Regions from separate parts of the Sus scrofa genome. Here region 2 is linked to region 1. Evidence: chromatin contacts called from public Hi-C data. All regions are on one chromosome and are shown on one strand. Each heading gives the region's core, a stretch centred on a gene start, on an enhancer-like site or on the middle of the called end of the contact. The rest is flanking DNA. Distances are from core to core; before and after follow the strand shown. Region 1 has its middle 31 kb from the start of FAM69A. Region 2 overlaps FAM69A (protein FAM69A).

Region 1 (5,308 bases), core at 2,097-4,596:
ATGACAGGAACTCCTGATCAGGCACTTTTTAATGTCCTGGAATTGGGGCAGGAGAGGGGGTTAAGGAGAGCTCCAGGGTTGCTCTGGGAGGGGAGGTGCATCTTAGGCTAGTTATTCCAAGGCTCAGATACTCTGGAAGGATCTGGAGGAGCACACGGATGTTAGCAAGCTTAGCCCAGTGACACCTCTATTCTGTGCCTGGAAAAAAATCTTTGCATAGGCGAGCCAGGGGGATGCCAAGATGCCTATTTTCCAGCACTGTTTCTCTGCTGTCCCCAGGTGCCTGTCATTCAGCAGATCTGGGTGTCATGGGACTGTCTCCATAGTTTACATCTTTGAGCATTTTTCCTGAGTCAGGATTCATTTATGACAAACACTTATTTTCTTTAATGTCAGCCCTTTAATCATTTTTATTATCTACTACTAAATCTTTGCCTCTACCCTCTATACTCCCTGGTTTTTACTTTATGAAATAGCTTTTTTAAACCATTTATTCTGACTAATTAGCCATGGTTTTTCTGCCATCGCCTTTATTGCTTGAAAAAAAAATTATTTCCTTAGAGGCACATTATGCCTAACTTTTTTTTTGGCCTTTTTAGAATACTTTTTGTTTTTATTAAAAATGATTTTTAATAGTAGATTGATCTCATCAGGCAGTTTTAATTCTGTTTACTATTTATAAATATGGGAAGTGATTAATATTCGGTTTTCCTTTTTCTATCCATGTCCCTTTCTAAAAATTAGGTCAAGATAGTTTGCCAAGAAAAAAGAAGGCCGACTGCAAAAAAAAAAAAAAAAAAATCACTGCTGAGATTTGACTGAAATTTTGCAAGAGTGTTCAACAAAGCCATTGATGCTGCAGACGTCACTGTTCTTGGGACTCTTAATCTTGAGACTGAGACGTTAGGAGACTCATCTGTTGCCAGGAACTTTAGTTTTTCTATTGCTCATAAGCCCAAAGAATCTCACTTCTCTTCTTGGAAAAATATAAAACCCATAAACCCATAGCTTCTTCCCTTCACGTGTTCCCCTATTGGATGTTTTGGAAAGAAGGAAATGAAAAATATATATCTATCTGCCACCTTTCATGTTACTTGTTTAACATATGAAGTCTCAAGTAATCCTCATATTGACCCCCATGGCCCACATCTGACAGAAAATTTAAGCCCAGAGTAGTCAATTAATTGAAGCAAAATCACACAGCTGGTAAGTTAGCAGCATGGGATCCAAACTCAGATCGGCCTAATTTTAAGGCCTGAGCTATTGCTCAGAAAAAGATAAGGATCACTTCATAAACAAGGCAGTGAGTCAGCAATAAATGTTTTATCCAGATGCCCACACAAATTAAAGGCCAGAGCAAAGCAAGGTATTATAAAGCATAAACCAGGCCAGCTGAAGTTAGGGAGATGTGGATTTCAGAGGTCGGGTTGGACACTGGGCAGGCTCTGGGAGTGTGGAGATGGATTTGGCCGCACAGGAGCGTGTGGGCAGAGAATGAGTCCTATCAGGAGAAACCTGGAAGACATCATGCTAATGAAATAAGCCAGACAAAGAAAAACAAATACTGTTTGATCTCCTTTATATGTGGAATCTAAAAAAAAAGGAGAAAATATGTGGTGTGAAGAAATCTAGAGATGCCATGAACAGGCATGATGACTATTCTGGTTTTTAGCCACGTCCGTGGCCTGTGTTTGTTCCCAGGCCAGGAATCAAACCCAAGCCACTGCAGTGACAACAAGGAATCCTTTACCACTAGGCCACCAGGGAACTCCATGATAATTATTATTTTATTTTTTATTTATTTTTATTTTTTGTCTTTTTAGGGCCACACCCATGGCATATGGAAGTTCCCAGGCTAGGGGTTGAGTTGAAGCTACAGCTCCCAGCCTACACCACAGCCGTAGCAACGCCAGATCCGAGCCACGTCTATGACCTACACCACAGCCCACTGCAACACCAGATCCTTAACCCACTGAGCGAGGCCAGGGATCAAATCCGGAGTTCTCGCGAATAGTAGTTGAGTTCATTACCGCTGAGCCACAAAGGGAACTCTGATTATTCTTAATAATACTCTATTGAACACTAGAAATATGCTGAGAGATAGATTTCAGGTATTCATCACTTTAAAAATGGTGAGTGTTGGGAGATGATATATTAACTAGCTTGACGGTAGTTATAATTTCATTATATAAATCTATAGCAAATCATCATGTTACACTAAAATATGTAATTTTAATTAAAAATGAAAACAAAACATTTCATAAAATGCTCAAAATTGTGAAAAATGTTATATTTAAGTTATAAATTAAAATTTTTAATGCAGAAAAGAATGGTATTAAATATTTAGCACTAGGAGTTCCCGTCGTGGCGCAGTGGTTAACGAATCCGACTAGGAACCATGAGGTTGCGGGTTCGGTCCCTGCCCTTGCTCAGTGGGTTAGGGATCCGGCGTTGCCGTGAGCTGTGGTGTAGGTTGCAGACGCGGCTCGGATCCCGCGTTGCTGTGGCTCCGGCGTAGGCCGGTGGCTACAGCTCCGATTGGACCCCTAGCCTGGGAACCTCCATATGCCGCAGGAGCGGCCCAAGAAATAGCAACAACAAAAAGACAAAAAAAAAAAAAAAAAATTTAGCACTAATATGAACATATTAAACCTGTGCTTCTCAGGAATTTGACAGTCGTTAAGGTCATTTCTCTTTTTCCCTCCATCTCTTCATTCTCCTGTTTTTTCTATCATTTCTCGCCTTTAAACAATTATACTTTAGAACTGGATTTTTTTAGTTCAATCGTATTTTCATTAAATAGAATTTTCTGTTCTCTTTTAAAACAAAAAGGCAAAATTAAGTTGCCTTTGGGGTCTAAGGTTTTTAATTGAAACATTTTTGTAGTTACTGAATGTTGACAGTTAAAGCGTTCGGCAGCCAAGCTTTCCCAAATTCTTCATACAGCTTTTCCTACCCCATCCTCACTTCTTTTTCAGAGAGGACTTTTGTAGGTGGGGCGGCGGTGGCAGGGGCAGAGCCGGAAGAGAAGAGCGGGAAAGGACAGCTTCCACTGTCTTTGTGCACCCCTCACACTCTTGCTCTTGACTCGTCCGCATTACTAAGCTCAGGCGGCAGTTCTGCCCCAATCTTTGAAAAACCAGCTTTCTAAAGCAGAGAGGAAAAACACTTCATTTCTTTTAACTTGGAGACGAGTATTCTACTTAAGAAATCAGATCGACATTTATACAGACTTGAAAATGCTGTGACATTTTGGGGAATTGCTGGGCTCCAGTAGCTGTCTGAAGCTGGGAAACCAAAGAAACTGCCAGATGATATTTTCACTCAAAGGAGAGAAGGGGTACAGAAGGGAAGGGAATGTGGATTCACAGCTGAATATCTGGCTTCGACGCTAAACCTCCCTGACTAAGAATGTGCTTTCTTGCTCCTGTTTTTGGTGTAACGCCAAGGGAACTGTCAGACCACAAATAATCACTGTTAACTTGCCGTAGAAACCAGAGCCAGTAAGAAAAATATGGAAAGCCTGTTCCAGGATCATAACATTTTAGAAGGCAAAGAAATAAGATACCTGGCTAACCTGTTTTACTAGGTTGTAGATGGAAAAATGTGCTGACCAGCTGAATTCTGAGCAAGCATGATGAATTTTCCACGACTTGTCATGGATTTTAAAAAGACAATGTGCTTAGAAAAACAAATCTGCTGTAACTTGGGTAATAGGGAAAACAAAGGCAGAAAGCTTCCGTAGCTCAGATTCATGATGCGGCAAAATAATTTTATCTGGCCAGATCTTCTGGTTCTGATGCATTCAAGCTCCAAGGAGTTGCCTAGGTTGCAGAAAACAACCGTCACTTGTGCAGGATGCAAATAAATGTCTTTGAACTTCACTGCAAATGCAAACGTCTTTGAACTTCACTGCAAAAGTCTTCTCTGTATCTTAGAAGATCTTGCTATAAGCTTGGCAAAAGCTTCAGATTTCAAAAGGTTATTTTTATCAGAATTTACAACTAAATATCCTGAGTAGCAGGGAGGAAGGGGTGGAGGGACTTCCTCCAACAGTAGAGAACATTTTCCTTCTTCTATTTTTATTTCTCAATTAAAATGCTTGAGGAGGTCTCTTGTGGCACAGTGGGTTAAGGATCTGGCTTTGTCCCTGCAGAGGTTTGGGTCCCTGCTGTGGCACAGGTTTGATCCTTGGCCCAGGAACTTCCGAATGCCAAGGGCACAGAAAAAATTAAATTAAATGAAAATGCTTGGAATCCTATCCCTATGCGGGCTAAGAGGTGAGAATCTGAACTGTTAATGTGATTGGCTGAGCTCCAGCAGGGACTTCTGTTTGTCCACTCTCTGCCCTTCACCCGCACTCACACCTGGAGGCTGACTTAAACACACCACAGTTTCCAAGCCCCCTGGCTCCTGGCTGGGGTTTACCGATGGGGGTCCCAGGCAGTGGACTCATGGGAGAAAGAAAAGTGCGACGGGAAATTTCTACTCCCCTGGCTTCTTCCCTGTGAATTCCTTGACCAAAGAGTACAGGTTAAAGTGACCTTCTGCGTTCTGGTTACTTCTCTCTCCTCTCGTCCCATCTAGTTGGGGCCTGAGGTTATTCTTGTGGTTCCCCTGCACCCTGCCCATATTTTATAAGCAACTCTTCATCAATAAGCTCACTTGGAAGTATTCTTAGTACAACATCTATTTTCTGCTGGTTATCCTGCAAGTTCTATCACAGTCCTCTAAGGACACTCTAAGATACTCTGGGGTGAGAAGGAGGGACTGACTCTAAGACAACGTCCCAACCCTCCGATGAACCCCATTTGCCAATGTCTCTTGTGCAGTGCTCATCTCAGCCTCTTCCATATCCCTGCTCCCCAACCTGCCAGTCGTTACCTCATCCTTCTCCCTCTATGCCCACTGCCACCTCCGTAGGGCACACCACCGCCACCTCCCACTGTCAGCCTCTGAATCTCACCCACTAGGGCTCTGCACTTGCCCTTCCTCCCTCTGATCCATCTCCCATATTGCAATCAAAGTACCTTTTGTAAACTATGCATCGGATCATGAAGATGATGGCCGGATAGATCACGTTTAATAAATACAAGTAACGTTCCCCTCAGGCTTAATATCCCTCTGTGGTTTCCTAGTGCTCTTAGGCTAAAAGTCAACAGTCTTACAAGGCACACAAGGCTTCAAAGGCCCTATAATATCTGATTCCCACTGACCTTGCCAGCTTCATCTTACCCAGTGGCTCCTCCTGTTCACATGGGCCTCCTTTTAGTTCCTAGAGTGAGCTGTGCGCTTCTGGCCTCGAAGC
Region 2 (5,308 bases), core at 1,353-3,852, 140 kb before region 1:
GCACAGGCTCCTCAGACCTGCCCACTGGGCCCCCCATCATCACTTGCTCTGAGGATAAGGATGGAGAGTCCTGCCACGTGATAGGTAAGTACCAACACCTAGGAGCTGCTGCCCTTCAGCTGGCACCAGCGGAGGCGCCTGGGTGAGCCCTGGACCGGCCTCCTTTCTCCTTTAGACCTGGGTGTAATCAGAAATATTAGGCTTCATCTTCTGAAGAGGAGCAGAGCGATCTAGCTCCTGGACTCAAGTTTGGGGAGCATTACACGGAGAGATGCTCAGTATCTTCCTCCTCAGGTCAGCTTCTGCGGAGGTTTAGGAAACGCAGACCCATCTGGTATCTCTGCTGGGGAGCAGATGGCCAGCAATTGCATTGGCATGTTTCTTCACTGCGGCAAAGGTAGCAGGAGTTCACTCAGGAGGAAAACCTCCTGCAGGTATGGTTTTGAGTTTCTAAGGATTTGATGTGATTTATTTTATTTTTTTGCTTTTTAGGGCCGTGCTGGCAGCATATGAAAGTTCCCAGGTTAGGGCTTGAATCAGAGCTATAGCTGCCGGCCTACACCACAGCCAGCAGCAGCACTGGGTTCCCGACCCACTGAGTGAGGCCGGGAATCAAACCCGCGTCCTCATGGATACCAGTCAGATTTGTTTCTGCTGCGCCCCAACAGGAACTCTAGGATTTAAGGTTGCATAGACCAATCTGCTAACCACAAGTAAATTAGAACTCAACAATAAATAATGTAAAAATAGACACCAACATCTTTGGAAGCTAAAAATCACATTGCTAAGTAATTTGTGTGTTACAGGAGAAATCACAATGGAAACGCAGAGTACTTAGAACTGAACAACAGCAAAGGTATACACACGAAAACATGTGGGATGCAGCTAAAACAGTTCTTAGAGGAAAACTTACAGTTTTAAATCCAATGACGAAAAAATAAAAGACTGAAATATGCACTCAACGAAAGATTTTTTAAAAAAATTCCCATGATAGCAATAAGAAAATAAACCCCCAAAAGAATTAGGAGAAGAAAAAAAAGCAGCAGAAATTAATGGAAAAAAAGATCAGGAGTTCCCGTCCTGGCTCAGCAGAAACAACTCCATGGCAATACATTTTAAATGAGCTATTTTTCTAGAAAAACTGAAAAATGATGCAAGAAGAAACAGAAAAATCTGAATAAGACGAATAAAATTTTTAACAATTCAGGGAGTTCCCTAGATCCTAGTGGGTGAAGGATCTGGGGTTATGGCGCTGGTTTGATCCCTGGCCAGGGAACCTTTGTATGCTGTAGGCTCAGCCAATAAAAAAATGAAGCAAATATGGCAAAAGGTTAAAGTCTGTTACACAGATGGTAGGCAGACAGGTGTTTGTCATCCTGTTATCTAGGTCAACATTCTTCTAAGAACTTTTCATGTATTTCTCTTTGATCCTTGCAACCTCCCTATGAAAGAGGTATTATTATTTCCATATCATTGTTAAAGGAACTGAGGCAAGAAAGGCCACAAAGGGGTTAAGAAACTTGCAGAGCAGGTTAGTGATGCCCCTGGAGCCCAGACAGTCTGCCCCTGAGCCTGTGCTTTTAACCGCTGAAGTAAAAGAGCCGGGATGACTTATTTTGGAGAGCAACAGGCACAGCAGGTTTGACAGTGGAGGGGTCGGATGCCTGTCCCCAGTGCTCCTGCCACGGGACTCTGGTCACACGTTCCCTCTGAACAAGCAGCTCCAAAGGATGCCAGGACTTTCATTTTTGTTCCCTTGGGACTTGCATATCATCGAAGATATATAAAAAGCAGTTGTGGGATGGACGGATGAATGCAGTGCCTCCTGGGTTTTTATCTAGAAACAGGGCACGCCGCTATGAACAACTCCTGCAATAGCAAGAACAGAGCTCCCCGCTGCAACTGGCCTGATCTTTAGCTCTGCCTCAGGTCCGGATTTAAACAGTGCCCTTTTCTACAACACCCATCTTCCAATGAATAATCCTGAAAGCTGTATTATTTCTTTTCTGAGCCTATATGCTCTTTCTCTCTCTCTTTTTTTTTTTTTGCTTTTTTAGGGTCGCACCTGCGGGCACATGGAAGCTCCCAGGCTAGGGGCTGAATTGGAGCTGCAGCTGCTGGCCTACACCACAGCCACGGCAACACCGGATCCTTAACCCACTGAGCAAGGCCAGGGATTGAGCCACATCCTCATGGATACCAGTTGGGTTCATAACTCGCTGAGCTACAAGAGGAAGTCCCACCTGAGCCTATATTCTCCTCCCTTCTTTCCCTGCGTTTCTAAATCTAACATCATTTGCATTCACGTTATCTTTTGTTGTACAAAGTGAGATGATGTGAAGGCACAGACGTGGTCCCAGTCGTCTCTGCACCTGCCCTTCCCTCTAGAGCTTGGTCTTTAAGTGTCTAATAAATGTCTATGAAAGAATCACCCTGAAGATCATAGAGGTTTTGATTCTAAAACATCATGGAGGATAAAATGAAGGCTCTTCCATAATATTTAAAACATTAAAGAAAAAAAAAAAAGGACAAACCCGTATCTTATTAGTAAACAGTGAAACAGTGAAGACAAGTCTGGCATTCAGCTACAAGAATCACAGTCTTGTTTTGAGCAAAGGCTCCAAGCCAAGCCTGCATCAAAGAGGTAGTCACAAGAACAGGCTCTTCAACTTGTAGCTTCCATCACAAACCAAAAGTAAATTTCCCACATGCTTCTATGAAAAGGATGGTTGGCCACATGCTGTCTTGTTTTTTGTTTTGTCTTTTTTTCAGGCATGGCCGCACACACAAACTATAATCCCCATCAGCAATCTGATTTTCTAACTAGGGCACAGAGTCTATAAAGAATATTCAAGTTTACAATAGGCAGCAGAAAACGACAAAGATTTTACTACTGCCGTGATTCTACTGTATTACCCCCTTTGCTTGCACATACCTCACAGGACCAGAAGATGGCGCTCTTCAGCTAAATTTTACAAAACCCATCCACGCTGAAGGCGTTTCATGAACTATGGAAACTGTACCACAATGGGTGACAGCGATGAGCAGATGTATAGTACTAGGTTTGAAATAATTTTCTAAGCTTCATGTTCTAAAGACAGTCTTATCAATTTCTTCTTACTTAGGAAAACGCACCACAGTTGAGTTCTTAATTCCTGAAAATTCTCCAAGTCTCTACTCTAATTAGCACGCTTGCCCATTCTCTATATCAGCTATTTTAAATCCACGTCACCATTCTCCGCACTCTGACCGTCAACCTCTCACTCTCTTTCCTAACTTCTCTCAGCCAGTAACAGTGCGCAACCCACTCAGTCTCTTTTCTTATCTGCGCGCGTGCGCACACGAACCCTCTCTGCTTTCCTTCCCTTCTGTTATCATGTCTGTAATTTACTTCAGAACTTCGGCACACACAGCGTGATGTGTGTGTGTCTGTGTGTTCACAGCCTAGGTGCCTCTAATAGGCTAAGCAGGGATGCACAGGTGCTTGGGGTTCTCATGACGCAGTCAGGAAACCCATGCTTCACAGGCAGCTGCTTGAAGTGCTTCGGTTACCCATATCTTGATAAAGACTGGTCCATTTCTGAGATTTTGTTAATTAGCAAACTAGGATTTGACTAGTGAAATCTGTGGCTAGTTAAATAGCATGATGATCTCAGAAAGGAAGGAGCGGTGGTGAAATAAGAAATGGGGATTGGCTGAAATACGAGATATTCCTGCTCATTCACAAAGACGGTATCAGAACCAGCTGAAGCCATAACCTTTATCTTCAGGGAGGGACTCCGAGCTGCTCATCTTCCAGCAGAGGTTCTCAAGTTGGAGGGAGTGTCTGTGCCCCTGGAGGCCTGACAACACCGACAGCTGGAACCCACTCTCAGACTTTCCACATCATGAGGTTTGAGGTGAGGCTGACAACTTGCACTTGTAGCAACTTTCCAGATGATACTAGTGCTGCTGCTCAGAGAGACTATATTTTGAGAATGGAAATGGTTTAGTATTTCTAGTTGCCTGATGTTAATTATAACAGTAACAGGAGCCTGCCTCTGCAATCCTTCATTCAAGTTGATAGAACACCTAAAAAGCCAGCTTTAATGAGTTTACAGACTGATTATATGAAATGTTTTGTGACTGCTTATAAATAAATATGTAGTGAATAAATGCCTATATGTATAGCAGAAATCATTTTCATGATTGAACCTAGCAATAAGGTTATTTTAAACACTTTCTGTGGTGACCATTATTTTTCAAAATTAATCTAAGGAAGTGTGCATGACCAAACTGGATTAGATCAGTTTAAAACAATTTCCTACCCAAAAGGTGGAATCAGCCCAAGAGTCCATGGATGGATGAATGAATAATAATAATAAAAAAAAAGGAGTTCCCGTCGTGGCGCAGTGGTTAACGAATCCAACTAGGAACCATGAGGTTTCGGGTTCGATCCCTGGCCTTGCTCAGTGGGTTAACGATCCTGCGTTGCCGTGAGCTGCGGTGTAGGTTGCAGACATGGCTCGGATCCTGAGTTGCTGTGGCTCTGGCGTAGGCCAGCGGCTCTCAGCTTCGATTCGACCCCTAGCCTGGGAACCTCCATATGCCGTGGGAGCGGCCCAAGAAATAGCAAAAAGACAAAGAAAAAAAAGAATAATAATAATAAAAAAACCATGTAGTATATACATGCAATGGAATATTACTCGGCCCTAAAAAGGAAGGAGAGTGTGACACATGCTATAGGATACTATGCTAAGTGAAACGAGCCAGTCATAAACAGACAAATACAGCTGATCCTTGAACAACACAGGGATGAGGGGCGCTGACCCCTTCCCAAGTAGCAAATCTGCATGTATAACATTACAGTCAGCCTTCTGCACCCATGGCTCTGCGTCCGTGGAGTCAACCAACTGCGGACCATGTGATATTTGGTGAAAAAAACCCACACGGTTCAAGTATAGCTATACTGTGTGATTCCACTTAACTGCGGTCTAAGGAGTCGTCGAAGTCATAGAAACACAAGTAGAATGGTGGTTGCTAGCGGCTTGGGGGAGAGAAAATGGAAGGATGTCTAAGGGGTACAGAGTTTCAGTTTTGCAAGACAAAAAAGTCATGGAGACCGGCTACAAAGCAATGGGAATGTGCTCAACGCCACAGAACTGTACGCCTGAAAGTGGTTCTGATGCACTTCGGAAAACAGGATGGCAGTTCCTTAAGAAATTAAAAATAGAACCACCGTGTGATCCAGCCACCTCACATCTGGGTACATATCCGAAGGGAAAAAAGTCATTCTCTCAAAGTGACAGCTGCCCCTCGTGTTCACTGC

What was found. Hi-C and Micro-C count contacts between places; a contact is called where the count stands out from the background.
Region 2: a Hi-C map of brain shows a contact between it and region 1, with 7 times the contacts expected there. The contact joins two enhancer-like sites. A contact is called at or near these places in 2 of 5 promoter capture datasets (fetal liver and fetal skeletal muscle), 34 of 47 Hi-C or Micro-C datasets (adipocytes, adipose tissue, alveolar macrophages and 17 more) and 2 of 2 datasets of contacts at active chromatin or transcription factors (alveolar macrophages and skeletal muscle).

Annotation. Positions count from the first base shown.
Region 1 is chr4:124,195,984-124,201,291 of Sscrofa11.1, reverse strand. No RefSeq gene overlaps it. Among named protein-coding and RNA genes, the nearest start is that of FAM69A, 31 kb to the left of the region's middle. Within about 2 kb of position 3,346, at least 14 of the 83 cell types and tissues checked have an H3K27ac peak or open chromatin away from gene starts, as enhancers often do. A contact at or near this core is called in brain, where this site is marked.
Region 2 is chr4:124,338,750-124,344,057 of Sscrofa11.1, reverse strand. All of the region lies in intron 2 of FAM69A (protein FAM69A), which reads right to left. Among named protein-coding and RNA genes, the nearest start is that of RPL5, 26 kb to the left of the region's middle. Within about 2 kb of position 2,602, at least 9 of the 83 cell types and tissues checked have an H3K27ac peak or open chromatin away from gene starts, as enhancers often do. A contact at or near this core is called in brain, where this site is marked.